Regions from separate parts of the Rattus norvegicus genome. Here region 2 is linked to region 1. The links are chromatin contacts, called in public Hi-C maps. All regions are on one chromosome and are shown on one strand. Each heading gives the region's core, a stretch centred on a gene start, on an enhancer-like site or on the middle of the called end of the contact. The rest is flanking DNA. Distances are from core to core; before and after follow the strand shown.

What was found. A called contact is a pair of places that touch in the nucleus more often than the background predicts.
Region 2: a contact with region 1 is called in a Hi-C map of prefrontal cortex, with 4 times the contacts expected there. The contact joins the enhancer-like site here to the promoter of Nek9 in region 1. A contact is called at or near these places in 10 of 12 Hi-C or Micro-C datasets (the A7r5 cell line, the Rat2 cell line, Schwann cells and 7 more) and 1 of 1 datasets of contacts at active chromatin or transcription factors (oligodendrocytes).

Annotation. Positions count from the first base shown.
Region 1 is chr6:110,712,121-110,718,904 of GRCr8, reverse strand. Nek9 (NIMA-related kinase 9) reads left to right here and starts at 3,319. Exons shown (of 22, transcript NM_001106747.2): 1 at 3,319-3,705; 2 at 6,194-6,371. The coding sequence starts at 3,490. LOC102549675 (a long non-coding RNA gene) reads right to left here and starts at 3,272. Exons shown (of 3, transcript XR_010052290.1): 1 at 3,133-3,272; 2 at 1-2,898.
Region 2 is chr6:111,048,684-111,055,292 of GRCr8, reverse strand. No RefSeq gene overlaps it. Among named protein-coding and RNA genes, the nearest start is that of Batf, 33 kb to the left of the region's middle. Within about 2 kb of position 4,287, at least 9 of the 93 cell types and tissues checked have an H3K27ac peak or open chromatin away from gene starts, as enhancers often do. A contact at or near this core is called in prefrontal cortex, where this site is marked.

The DNA.
Region 1 (6,784 bases), core at 2,070-4,569:
AAAAATGATTCATGTTTCCTATTTTAATAGAAAACCTTTGAAGTCCAGTGTGCATCTATACGTACAGTGTAAGTGTTCAGTGTTGCTTGGAGTTAGTGGCTCTAATAGCAGACAGTGGAAGTGTAGACTTTGCCCTTTAGTGACCAAATTTTTCCAGTAATTTTATGGGCCCTGGTGGTTTGCCGTTCACAAATTAGAAATTGGCAACATAGCACATTGTTCAATTGTTAAAATATGAAAATGGTCTGTTTTGACCAAAGGCCTTTAAAATAAACGTTGAGGATCTTAAGATTTATGGGCATTTACAGATTAGTTTTTGGCTAGGCATGTGACTGACACCTGCAGTCCTAGCACTTGGGTGGCTGAAGCAGGAAGTGTGTTGTGAATTTGAGGCTAAGCCTATGCTACATAGTTCCAGGCCAGCTTGGGTTGCAATGAAAGTTTTGTCTCAAAAAGTTAAGATTAGTTTTAGTTCACTCTAATGAATTTGGTGTGAACTTTCTGTATGCTCTAAGATGATGCAAAAGGACATTCCACTAATTAAACTTAAGATATACAAGCAATATAACTAAGGCAGTCAGGTTAAACATGCTAAATAGTTCTTCAATGCAAAAGGAGCAGGAAGATGAATTGTTAGACTTCAGCAAGACTTAATTTCTTAGACTGAAAGTGGATGCTTATAATTTTAAGTAATCTGATTTCCCCCATCATTTCAGGTCAAATATATAATGACTTCCTATTCTCTTTCACAGAGTAGTTTAGCTAAAATCTACTGTGCCCAGATAAATAAGAGGCAACTTTACTCTCGAAGTGCCTTCTCATCGCTGTTAACACTTTCATTTGGGTATTCCTGAGAACCATGGCCAGCAAGTTCCCCTTCTATCCACACCTTCTAAATGCCTTTTGGGAACCTTGAACTTTTAAAAGTGCTTACTTACCCAAAATTATTACTGCCTTGTTATTTCCTGTTCTTTGGAAGACTAAACTCCATGAGGGTAGGACCCATGTTTATTCTGTGTTGTAATCCAGCACCTGGCCCACGAAGAAGGTACTACCTGTGCTTGTTAAGTGAGAGAGCTCAAAATCAGAAAGATTTGTATCATCTAGGGCACTCAGAAATCAACATTAGTGAACAGGCATTCTGTCAGGAAGTGTGACATACTTGTGGGTAACAAACTGATAGTCACTCAACAACCAACAGCTCCCCACCCCTTTTTAAGTCTCTACTGTTAGGCCGCACACGTTTCTGGGTACCGATGATACATAGTAATGAGGCTGACATTCTAACGAGTAGAAATAGCAATAAAGCCGAATACATCAAAATGTGATAGATAAGTATCCTTAAAACAGCAATGGTAACAGGTTGGGAGGCCTGGCTTAGTTTGGACTGGATGTGAAAAAGAGATTTAGTTCAATGTGTGCATCATACAAGCAGACTATCATTACTAATGTAAACACTGGGTCCAGATAGACTCAGGCAACAGAAATCTCTTGTGGTCTACTGTCCAGATGCGGTGTGAAGTATCACCCCATGTTAAACGGAACACCGATGAGGTGTGGAGTATGAACTCAACCCTCACATCACACCAATCTTGTCTTCTTCCTGTGTGTGAGGTCTTCTTAGCTAACCTAGACTGAACTCCCAGAGTTCCTGCATCTACCTTACCACATTCCACCTGATCACCAAGCCTAAATGTCCCTCGGATGGATTTCTGAAATCTGAACCTCTTCACTCAGTGACTTTACCTCTTAGAACAGAAATTGCCGCCTAACTGATCATCTCGCCACCCGTCTTTGTTCTCCACTCGGCTTTCTGAGTCCTTTGTAAACAGAAATTAGGTCTTACCCTAAGGTGACCAAAGTAATAACTGGGCTGGGCACTTAAGCAAAAGGATGTTTTAGTCACTACCCTAGAGAAAGCAAGCTTAAGCAGATTTCCTCAGAAGACTGAGAGCATTGAGAGCCAGGAAAATGGCTCTGTGGGTAAAGGTTCTTGTCATGCAAATCTGACAATTTATAGTCAATCCGCAGAACCTGTGGTGGAAAGAAAGAAACTGCAAAATTATCCTCTGATCACCGCATACGTGTCTTGGAAGCACAACCCCACCCCACCCCATCTATACACACAATGATTAAAACACGCACGAAAGCTCTCTCTCTCTCTCTCTCTCTCTCTCTCTCTCTCTCTCTCTCTCTCTCTCTCTCTCTCTCTCTCTCCTGGAACATAGGGCCCTAATCACATAGTCCTTTACTTTAGTTTTCCACCGTCCACAGGAAACACCAAACTGTACAACCCACAAAGGGTACTTCCTGCTTCTACCCAACAAGCGCAACGGTGCCAGCCCCATAACCCCTTAGTTTCATCACACCCTGCCTTTTCCTAACTCTGGGACCAGACTGCAGGGTTTGATTCTCAAGCTCCTCCTAACTAGCTGTATCACGTAAAACAATCCACACCCCACCCCAACAGACACAGAAACCCTGTGTTCATAGTATTGTGAGGATTTGGGGCCATAATTTTCAAATAAAACAAAACTCTTTAGCATAGTCCCCACCTGGGCACCCCTGTGGTGGTCATAGTCCTGCAACTTTATAGACGACAAAGAAGAAGAGGAGGAGGAGGAGGAAGAGGAAGAGGAGGAGGAGGAAGAAGAAGAAGAAAAAGAAGGAGGAGGAGGGGGAAGAGGAAGAGGAAGGAGGAGGAGGAATTGTTAAAGCTCACAGTAGTTATGAGAAGAAGGGGGGGGGAATTGTTAAAGCTCACAATAGTTATGAGGTTAAGATAACATAATAAAGCAGCTGTATTTACTGTATTGCAATTCTCTTGGTGTCCATTCTCTGTTCTCAAATACCGTGTATGTCCGGCACCTGATGTTTCAGGAATGCTTTATGCCGATTCTGGAAGATGAGAAGGGAGGAGAGAATGGCATCAAGTAGGATTAAGTATTTTACAAGTTGTGAAGAGGGGACCTATGGTGGTCCTAGGAGAAAGATCCTAACCTACTGAATGAGATGTCAGAAGTTAAATGTTTTCAGCTTGCTCCATTATCTTTATGACAGTATCTCTACAAACAAGAGCCCTGCCCCACAAGTCAAGTGATTGCTAGCACAGTCACAGCTTTTGGTACTAACTTGACGCCAGGACCACCTCCAAAGTCTAACGTCGTCTGGAGAGCTGGTAAGGGAGCGGTCTGCTGTGGTCGCTCTTCGGCGTCCACGACACTCACAGGTGCCAAAGTCAGCGATGCCTTAGAGTGTACGGGACTCATTTGTAACAAGTGGGCAAGAGAAGGCGGAGGAAAAACCCCAACGAGCCGGAAATACCGAGAACTGCTTCCGGGTGAGGGGGCAGGAGCCACCATGGAAGCTCACTGGGCCGCAGTGTTGCCTAAGCCGGTGGCTTACGTCTGAGGCCAGTGAGGCGCTACGCGGCCGGCAACTGCCCGCCGTGGATACGCAGGCGGCTCACGCCGAGCTGCGGCCTCCGCCATGTCCGTGCTGGGCGAGTATGAGCGACACTGCGATTCCATCAACTCGGACTTCGGAAGCGAGTCCGGGGGTGGCGGGGACTCGGGCTCGGGGCCCAGCGCTAGCCCGGGGCCGCGAGCCGGCGGTGCGGCGGAGCAGGAGGAGCTGCACTACATCCCCATCCGCGTCCTGGGCCGCGGCGCCTTTGGGGAGGCCACGCTATACCGCCGCACCGAGGTAGCGGCCCTCAGCTCCGGACGCTTGCCGGGCCTCCCCGCTCCCTCCTTCCCGGCCTTGCTTTCTAGCACTGCTTGCTCGGAGCCCTCTATTCAGGCGTCCCCTGAGGCTTATGTCTCGGGCCCCACCGCGCTTTCGCTTCACCTACTTTAGGAAATGGGTTTGATCACTGCTATCACGGCGAACTAAGCGAGTCACTCACTGAGCGGTCTTTTGAATTTTCGTTTTCCCGTTTGTAATTGGACTTAGCGATAACTATCTTCTCCCACCCATGTCACCCCCAAAAAACCACTTTACACTTTAAAGGTTATTTTGAGATCCAAACGAAGGTGCTTTGCAGATTGAGAACAGTCTATATATAAAAGCTCACTTCCTTTCATACAGCTGTTCAGTGTCGGGATGGAGAGTTGGTGTGTGCTCCCAGATAGCCACACTGGCACTTACAACACACTCTGCTAGTTCTGTTGTTATTTCTTTTTCATAAACGATCACTGAGTTGGAGGATTTCCTTGATCACCAGAAAAATCATTGTGTCTTGTTTTTTGCTTGTGTGCTTTCTCCTTGCTTTTCATTCAGTGATTATGTAAGACAAATACTTTATTGGTGTAGTTAGTTCTGGGGAAACAGAGACCCCTTTCTTTAAGAACCCAGGGAAGCTTGTTATTTTTCCCACCTTCTTGTATAAGTTCTTTGGAAAGACCCATGGATCACTGGCTCCGAAATTAAGAATTTAATGATTTAAAATCCTGTAGTAATGATTCTCTTCCCCCAAACTAACCATAATTTGGGTTTAATCTCTACAGCTTAAAGCTCTAGCTTTAGGGTAAACATTTAATGAGAACTTGCTGAGGCTGCAGAAGGTGATTCATGCACCTGCAATTCTAGTTAGTGTCTGCTCCCAGCCAGCACTTTTTGTACTGGGGATAAGACAGGCTCTACCAATCAATGCTCAGAAGGCGTTCTACCACTGAGCCATAGCCCAAGCCCCCAGCATATATCTAAGACTGAAAGGTGGAAGGAAAGTAGTTACAAGAAAATATTTTTGTGTTCTTTTCTATTTTAGGAACCCATTAGTGGGCACTCTCATCTGTAGTAGTCTGTGTTCTTATTTGTGGCCAAAGATGAGTGTCACTACTATTTCCTAGCTTTTAAGTCAGTATATTTAAGTGGCACACTCACTCAAGGTTTGCGCACCAGTTTCCTATCTCTGTCTTATGTATCACGTTAAACTTGATTACTAGCTTTGAGTTAATTTTATCACACTTCTCAGAACTGTATGACGTTATCTCTGTCACATGGTATTTATAAGATGAACTTGCAAAGCTTTTTAGAAACAACCCTTTCTTCTAGGTTATAGTTCAGCCGAAGGCCAGTCATGTTAGTAACGGTCTCAGGTGTGGATATCCAAAGGAGAAAAAAGGACTGAGTGCTTGCCGTGTGCAGGGACTGAGAATGAGCCGTATTTACGTGTTTGGTAAAAAGTTTGAAGTTTTCAAAAGAAACTTTGAAAGGCCTTGCTGAGGTATTCTAAAGGAATGTTAACATGGGTGCTGGTAGGCTAGGAAGCAGTAGCTAAAGAATGAGAAGTATCCCAAAATGAAGTAAAGGTTAGGTCAGTCTGCATGGAAGTGACTGCAACTTACAAGGATTAGAAAAGCTGTGTGTGTGTGTGGGGGGGGTGTCTTATTCAGAAAGAGTAGATGAAAATTAAGTTTATGAAATCAGACAGGTATATAATACTTGGATTTTATAAGGACCTATTGTCAGATGGAGATGCTGCTGTGTACTTCTGTCTTCCTCAAATTCCAGCTCTGCCACAGGCCCCATTATTACTAGGGACCTCCAACATCCCTCAACAGAATCCCTGAAGTCAGGTCTTATCTAATACTAATACCTGAAACTAAGACTGTGCAAATTAAGGGCAGCAACAAAGTAGTGTTTTGATTTTTTTCTATATTTTTTTATTTTGTGTATGTGTGTGGTAGTCAGTTCTTCCACTGTGCCAATTCTGAGGTTCAAATTCAAGTTTTCAGATTTGACAGTAAGCACCTTTTACCCACTAAAGCCATTTCTACCAGCTCTCAAAATAACATTTTTAAAAAAAAAAGATTTAGTTTTATTTTTAAATTCACTGTCTATATGTGGGTATGTGCAAGTGAGTGGAGGTTCCTTCAGAGGTCAGGTGCATTGGGTCCTACCCATGCCCTCCTAGAGCTAAAGTTATAGGCATTTGTGTACTGCCCAAAGTGGACCCTGGTAATCAAACTCTGGATCTCTGCAAATGCAGTATACTCTCTTAAACACTTAACCATCTGTCCAAGCTGGAAAATACCACCTTCAAGCTTTGTTTCCCCTAGATCTTCAGCAAATTATAATAACTGTGCAGAATCTTTAAAGTCTGAGTCATTCTTCGAAGCTCACAGGTTGGGTATGGATCGGGGCACTGCCAGGTAAGAAGAAAACACATGCCCCTGCTCCTGTGTTGTAGGATGACTCACTGGTGGTGTGGAAGGAAGTTGATTTGACCCGACTTTCTGAGAAAGAGCGTCGTGACGCCTTGAATGAGATTGTCATTCTAGCGCTGCTGCAGCATGACAACATTATTGCCTACTACAACCACTTTATGGACAATACTACCCTGCTGATTGAGTTGGAGTATTGTAACGGTAAGGCAGAGTTCGGTGGGACTTCCTCAGAGACACTCACATGACATCATTGCTTTGAGGGAGAGGAGTATAAGAAAGGACTTGTAATGATAAAACTCAAAATGGCTTTCTGGAGAAATCCACTGAGGTCTTGGAGAGTTGTAAGATGATGTTCAGAGTGTGGGGAAAGAGTTCCCTCCATCATTCTTACAGAGTTCCAGCCATCTTCAAGTTACTGAGTTTTGTGGTGGGGGATGAGTTCTTTCGTTTTTGTTGTTGTGAGTCTTGATACATCTCAGGCTTGTGGAGAACTCGGTCTCTAACCCAGACTGGCCTTGAACTGATAGCAGTTCTCCCTAGGACTGAGACGGCACGTGTCAGCCCCACTCCTGGCTCTGCAAATTATTTTTTCAGTTACATTTTGTATATATTTT
Region 2 (6,609 bases), core at 3,038-5,537, 340 kb before region 1:
TGAGAACGTGACCCTCCCTGCGCCGTTACCCAGGGCCTGAAATAAACTGGGGTCTTTGGAGGTTAACAAGATCTACACTTCCACCGGATCTTGAAAAGGGTCACGCCCGAGCACCTCTCTGAATATAAATGGCTCTCAACCTCGGAAAAGCAAACCAGTTCTAAGAAACCGGGTTCTTGGGAAACAAAATAGAAAGAATAGCCAGTTTGAGACAATAGTCGTGCTGCGGCCCCAAATGGCCACCAGAGGGCAGCAAAGATATTGGTTAGAGGCGGCAGGGCTTTTTTCCCCTCCCTCAGAAGGGAAAGTGGGTCTCCTGTCTGGCTCAAGGCGCATCCTCAAGACCAAGGATTTAGAAATGAGCTGGCTCTAGGCTGGTTCTTAGGGTCACGAAACAGATGCCTGGCAGTTCTAGAAAGTTTCGTGAAGAAATAAGTGAATGAAAGTAGCTGAAGAGTGCACACCCCTAGCCCCAGCACTGGGGAACTGGAAGCTAGCTAAACTACTGAACGAGGTGCAATCTGAAAACAGCGAGAGAGAGAAAAATGAAAGAAAGAGAGAAGAATCGTTACTGATCTGATTAAAGTACAACTAAACTACTATAATTCTACCACCTAGAGAGATTATCTAGATTCAGATATGCACATGATGTGGATTTTTATTTGATAAAACTGACGTCAGTCACATTATGCAAATTAGTGATGTGCTTAGAAAGACACACCACGTGTGTCCCTATGTATATATATATGTTTGTGTTTGTGTGTGTGTGTGTGTGCATAAAGTGGTTACCCCATTGTATAAAGAGGTATCCCTGTACCTCAAGGCCAGTCCCCACTGTATCCAGGAGTGCAGGGATAGGAGCAATGACGGGTGGCAGGCGGGAATAGTGTTCCCTTAGGCTGACGGTCCTTCTGCTGGGTCTCCGTTTCTTGGGGGTCTGTGCAGAAGGGAGTTGTGGAGCTTTCTATCTGAAAATACTCCGCAGTGTGCAGGTGTTTGGAGCTCCGTTGAGTTTCATCAAAATGAGTCACTGAAGGTGTGAACGGGCAGCAAGGTTTAAGGAGTTACCACTTCCTGGTCCCATGCCGATGCATCCTGCACCTCAAACAGAAGCACCTTTCACAGAGACCATCAAACAGCGGCAAACCGTGGTTTTTGCTCTCCAAATCGCTTCTTTGTACCCCCCTAAGCAAAGCCTAAGTTCCCCTAGTTAGCGGCTTGCTGTTGGGTGAGCTTCAAGCCAAAAACCCACTGAAAGTGCAGCCACGCCTGAAGGGAGCCTTAAACGACAAGCCAGAGTGACCCAGGTGAAGGGGCCCCGCCACCTGCACTCAGGATCCGCACTGCCTTATTCACACGGCGGCGGTGGGAGCGCCACTGCCCCAACCGCATTCATCGTCATGTGATTCAGAAGGCAGCCTGTCTGCTTCTGGATTTCAGTCCCTCACATCCTGACTTTCTGTTCTCTGGTAACGGGGCACCGGGCTTAGGAGAGCGTGAGAGCTTAGCAAGACTGACTCCATGATGGAAGTGATGAAGGTTTGTTCTCGGCCTCTACGACTGGCCTGAAACCCCCTGGGAGGGCTGAGTACCCTGTTCTGTGTTCCCTTCCCTGGGACAGGTCACAGTGACTTAGCCATTAGTCTCAGATAAGGTGGTTCTCAACCAGTGACTGGCAACCCCTTGGGGGGGGGGGGAAATCAAACGACCCTTTCATGGGGATTCCATCAGAAAATACAGAGATCTACATCACGATTCATAACTGTAGCAAAATTACAGGCATGAAGTAGCAGCAAAAATAATTTCATGGTTGGGGTCACCCCAACACGAGGAACTGTATGGAAGGCTTGCAGCCTCAGGAGGGTGGGGAGCCACGGCTTTAGGCCTGATGGAAGCAGTACATGAGGCCTTCGATACATTTAGGGGCATGTGGAAATGTTTCGATTTCTTTCTGTGTGATGAGTGTGTGTGTGTGTGTGTGTGTGTGTGTGTGCGTGCTCTCCAGTATGGGGGATGGGGAGATCTGGGGGTAGACACGTCATAGCATGCATGTGGAAGCCAGAGTCAGAGGACAACCTTGGCTGTCTGTCCTCGCCTTCCACCTTATCTGAGGCAGAGCCTGTCTACTGCTATGTGGGCCGGGCCCACTGGCCCTCCAGCTTCCAGAGAACCTTGTCTCCACTTTCCATTTCAGGTTGGAATGCGAGGATCAGAGACACACGCTGCTGCCACATGCAGCTTTATATAGGAGCTGGGGCTCTGAACTCGGGGTCCTCATGCTCACACAGCAAGCACTTTGCCCACTGACCTGTCTCCCTGGGCCATAACCTCTTCTAAAAGCAGGAGAAAAACTGACAACATACAGCAGTCCGATTCTGTTAACATACCTTTTTTTTTTTTTTTAAGGCAGAAAGGGCCTTCAGGCAAAGTGTCTATGGAGTAATGGAGGTCTGAGGACAAAGAGGGTGGGAGGTAACCAGGAGGGATCCAGCTCCTTACCAGCTAAGAGCAAGACCTGAAGGACGGTACCAAGGCATTAGTTCATTTGAAGACTTGAAAATCCTACCTCCCAGACTAGCGGGTTCCGCCCCTCAGCCCCCACCCCTGTTTCTCAGTTGTTCAATCTGTAATACTCTATTTAACACCCTAAGCTTGTGCTCCAAGGGCAAGGGGTTTGTCTAGTTTTCCATCCCCCCATCAGTGGCTGTCTTACTGTGTGCCACATGTGGTATTTCAATGTGTGGCATCCATCACAGATTATTTCGAGCCCATTTTACAGGTCAACAAACTAAGGTCAAATGGTCCAGTGACTAGCCCAAAATCACACAATAGGAAGTTTAGGAGCTCAGGATCAATACCCTGGAATCTCCAGTCTACCCATGGCCCATTACCATGAGGCTTTGCACAGAGCCTGGCAGGCCAGAGGGAGAAAGAAGCAGAAAGTGGCATGGGGGTGGGTGTGTGTCTGGGTGGGGGAGGCATTCAGAGGATGCCACTCTGCCACTGTAAGAAACAGAAACAAGATCTGTCCCTAGGCAGGCAGCAGCATCAAGGAGGCCTGCGGCATGTCTGCTGGGAAAAGCCGGGCACGAGAATACTCTGAGCACAGTGTGTCAACCAATCTTCTGAGAAGCCTCTCTGTGCTTCATTCACAGGCTGCTCCCCAAGGCCCCACGAGCTACCAGATAGCTCAGTCTCAACCTGAACAGAGCACAGCCTCCCACCCTGCCCCCCCCACCCCCTCCCACCCGCCCGCTCCATTTGCAGTGTCTCTTGTGTTAGAGGGCTTGGCATTGTATCCTTCCACTGGATTTTAACAAAAACTATCTTTTCTATGACTTTAGTCTCAGCGCCTGGGAGACTGAGGCAGGAAGTTCAAAGTCAGGAGAGAGTTCCAGACTAGCTTGGACGACATAGTGAGGCCCTGTTTTTAAAACCATGTCTTTTTAAATAAAAACAACGCACATATTTTCATTTTAAAATTATTATTACTTTTTTTCAAGACAGGATTTCTCTGTCTTGACAGAGACTGGCTGTTCTGGAACTCTCTCTGTAGACCAGGCTAGCCTCCAACTCACAGAGATCCTCCTGCCTCTGTCTCCTGAGCGCTGGGATTAAAGGTGTGCGCTGCCACTGCCGCCGCCTCTGCCACCACTGTAACCGTTACCACCACCACCCAACTTCCTCACCTTATAAAAGCAAAATTACAGGTCTGGGCATGCAGTTCAGTGGTAGCGTACTTGGCTTGCATGCATAAGACCCCAGGTTTAACCCCTGGCATCATCTAAAACTGAAGTGAAATAAAATAAACAGGCAGTTTTTAAAAAATTTTAAATACTTATTTACTTTTATGTATATGAGTACACTGCAGCTGTCAGACACACCAGAAGAGGGCATCGGATCTCATTACAGATGGTCGTGAGCCACCACGTGGTTGCTTAGAACTGAACTCAGGACCTCTGGAAGAGCAGTCAGTGCTCTTAACCGCTGAGCCATCTCTCCAGTCCTAAAAATTTTTTAAAGCAAGCTGTGCTTCACATAGTGCCCACGTAACATGCTCAAAAAACTCTTCTTTCTATGAAAAGAAAGAAACGTTAAAATAAAACCAAATATACATGAAATGAACAAAAGGAAGCCATCCATAATCTTGCCGGGAAGAATATTTTTACTTTCCCACTATATTCTTTCCTAAGTCTTTTTTCGTTGCACATGAAAACTTTCTTGCTCCAGAGACTGTGTGATCACACAGTACAGCTTTTTATAAACCGTTATGTAAAGTCTGGGGCCTGCAAGATGATTCAGCGTGTAAAGGCACTTGTCACTGGGACCGAGGACCAGAGTCCAATCCCCAGAACTCACACAGCGGAAGGGCAGAACCAGCTGCCCCAGGTTGTCCTCTGACCTCTACAAGTGCACTGTGGTACACACGGGCTCCCACACTGCACACACCAAAAATAAATCACAAAGCTAAAATTAAATCGGCAAAAGCGTAAAGGAACAATTACAATCAGAACTTTAAAAATATATAAAGTAAACTTTAAATCTGGACTCGGTGCCTCTCCTTCTTTGTAGCAATCTGTGGCTACTGTGGTACCCATAACAAGCAACCGACGGTCAGAAGTGAGACCTCTCGCACTTATGTCATGAGCTGATGGGTTTGACCACAGCATCTGTCCACCGAGAAAGGAATCACAGAACCTCCACATAGGTAATAGTTGGCTGCTCAGCCAGTCCCTTTCCCTTTCCCTGGGCATACGACCGGGCTACACCTCTCTCTCTCTGTTGAGGTTAGGTGTGACTAAGTGTCTAATTGTAGCCACTGGAGTGCAGGTGCAAATATGTATTGGTCATCTATTGCCTCCTAACAAAAGATCCTCAGATTCAGCAGCTTAAAACAAGAGTCAGTATTCTCTCCAGGAGTACTGAGAGCTAGGAATTCAGGGGTGGCTCACCTGGACGACTCTGGCTCAGGGACCTTCAGGAAGTTGGAGTCAATGTTTTGGTCAGAGTTGGGACGTCTGAAGACTGAGACAGGAGGGTCAGCATTTGTGGTCACTGGCATGGCTGTCAGATGCTTGATAACCACAGACTGAGAACCTCTGAAACCGTGATCCTGACATGATCTGACATGCACAATATGAAGGTACATGCATGCAGATTATGCATGCATACATACATACATACATACATACATACATACATACATACATACATACGTTTATACACATACATACAACTCAGGTGTATTAGTTACTTTTCCACTGTTGTAACAAAATGCCTTGCTCAGCCTGTTTTCTTGCAGAACCCAGGACTACAGCCCAGGGATGGCACCACCCACATTGGACTGGGCCCTCCCACATTGATCACTAATTAAGAAAATGCCCTAGAGGCTTGCCTACATCTGAATGAAATGGAGACTTCTCAGCCGAGGCTCTCTCCTCTGGGATAACTCTAGTTTATGTCAAGGTGATATAAAGTTAGCCAGTATACTCAGTGTGCATCCTTCCCAGACCAGAGCAGTACACACTAGGCATCCTCCTTGGATCTTCGTGGGTTGATAGCTTTTTCTCCCCCTCCTTTCCTTTCCCTTCCTTCCATTTCTCTCCTTTCCTTTCCTTTCCTTTCCTTTCCTTTCCTTTCCTTTCCTTTCCTTTTTGTGTAAATCTTAGTGGTAAGGTTTGAACACAGCACCTCTCATGCAATAGGCAAATGTACTACTACCAAGCTGTACCCTGGCCCTTCAATTTGGGGGATATTATCATTATTATTATTATTATTATTATTATTATTATTATTATTATCTATTTATTATTGTGTGTATGTGTATACTATGGGAGCAGGGACACCCTTTGGCACACATGTAAAGGTCAAAAGACAACTCTGTGGCCTCATTTCTCCAAGGATCAATCTCGGACTTTGACAGCAATTGCTTTTTTACCTACTGAGCCATCTTGACAGCCTGGGACCCCTCAGGCCTAGATACAGCTTCCCTGCAGGATGTGCCAACTTGCTTGTGCACTCACTGAAGACTATATTGTGTTTTTTGCCTATTTAGAATCCTTTTTATAAAAAAATTGAAACAGGGCTTCTCCGTCTAACACTGGCTGTCCTGGAAATCACTCTGTAGACCAGGCTGGTCTCAAACTCACAGAGACCCAGCTGCTTCTACCTCTCAAGTGCTGGGATTAAAGGTGTATGCTATACCACCATAATCTCTCTCTCTCTCTCTCTCTCTCTCTCTCTCTCTCTCCCTCTCTCCCCCTCCCTCTTCTCTATTCCTCCCCCCTCCCTCTGTCGCCTCCCTCTCCCTATGTGTGTGTGTGTGTGTGTGTGTGTGTGTGTGTGTGTGTGAGAGAGAGAGAGAGAGAGAGAGAGAGAGAGAGAGAGAGAGAGAGTGGTGAATGCCCAGGTTTGGGTATGTAAAGGCCAGAGGAGGGCACTGGGTATCTTTGGTTCTCTACCTTATTCCTTTAAGAAAGGGTCTCTCACTGAGCTGGAAATTCACCATTTTGGCAAGGCTGGCCAGCCAGTGAGTTTCCAGAATCCACTTGCCTCTGCCTCCAAACTCTGAGTTTACAGCCACCGCTTTTTACATGAGTGCTGGGGATT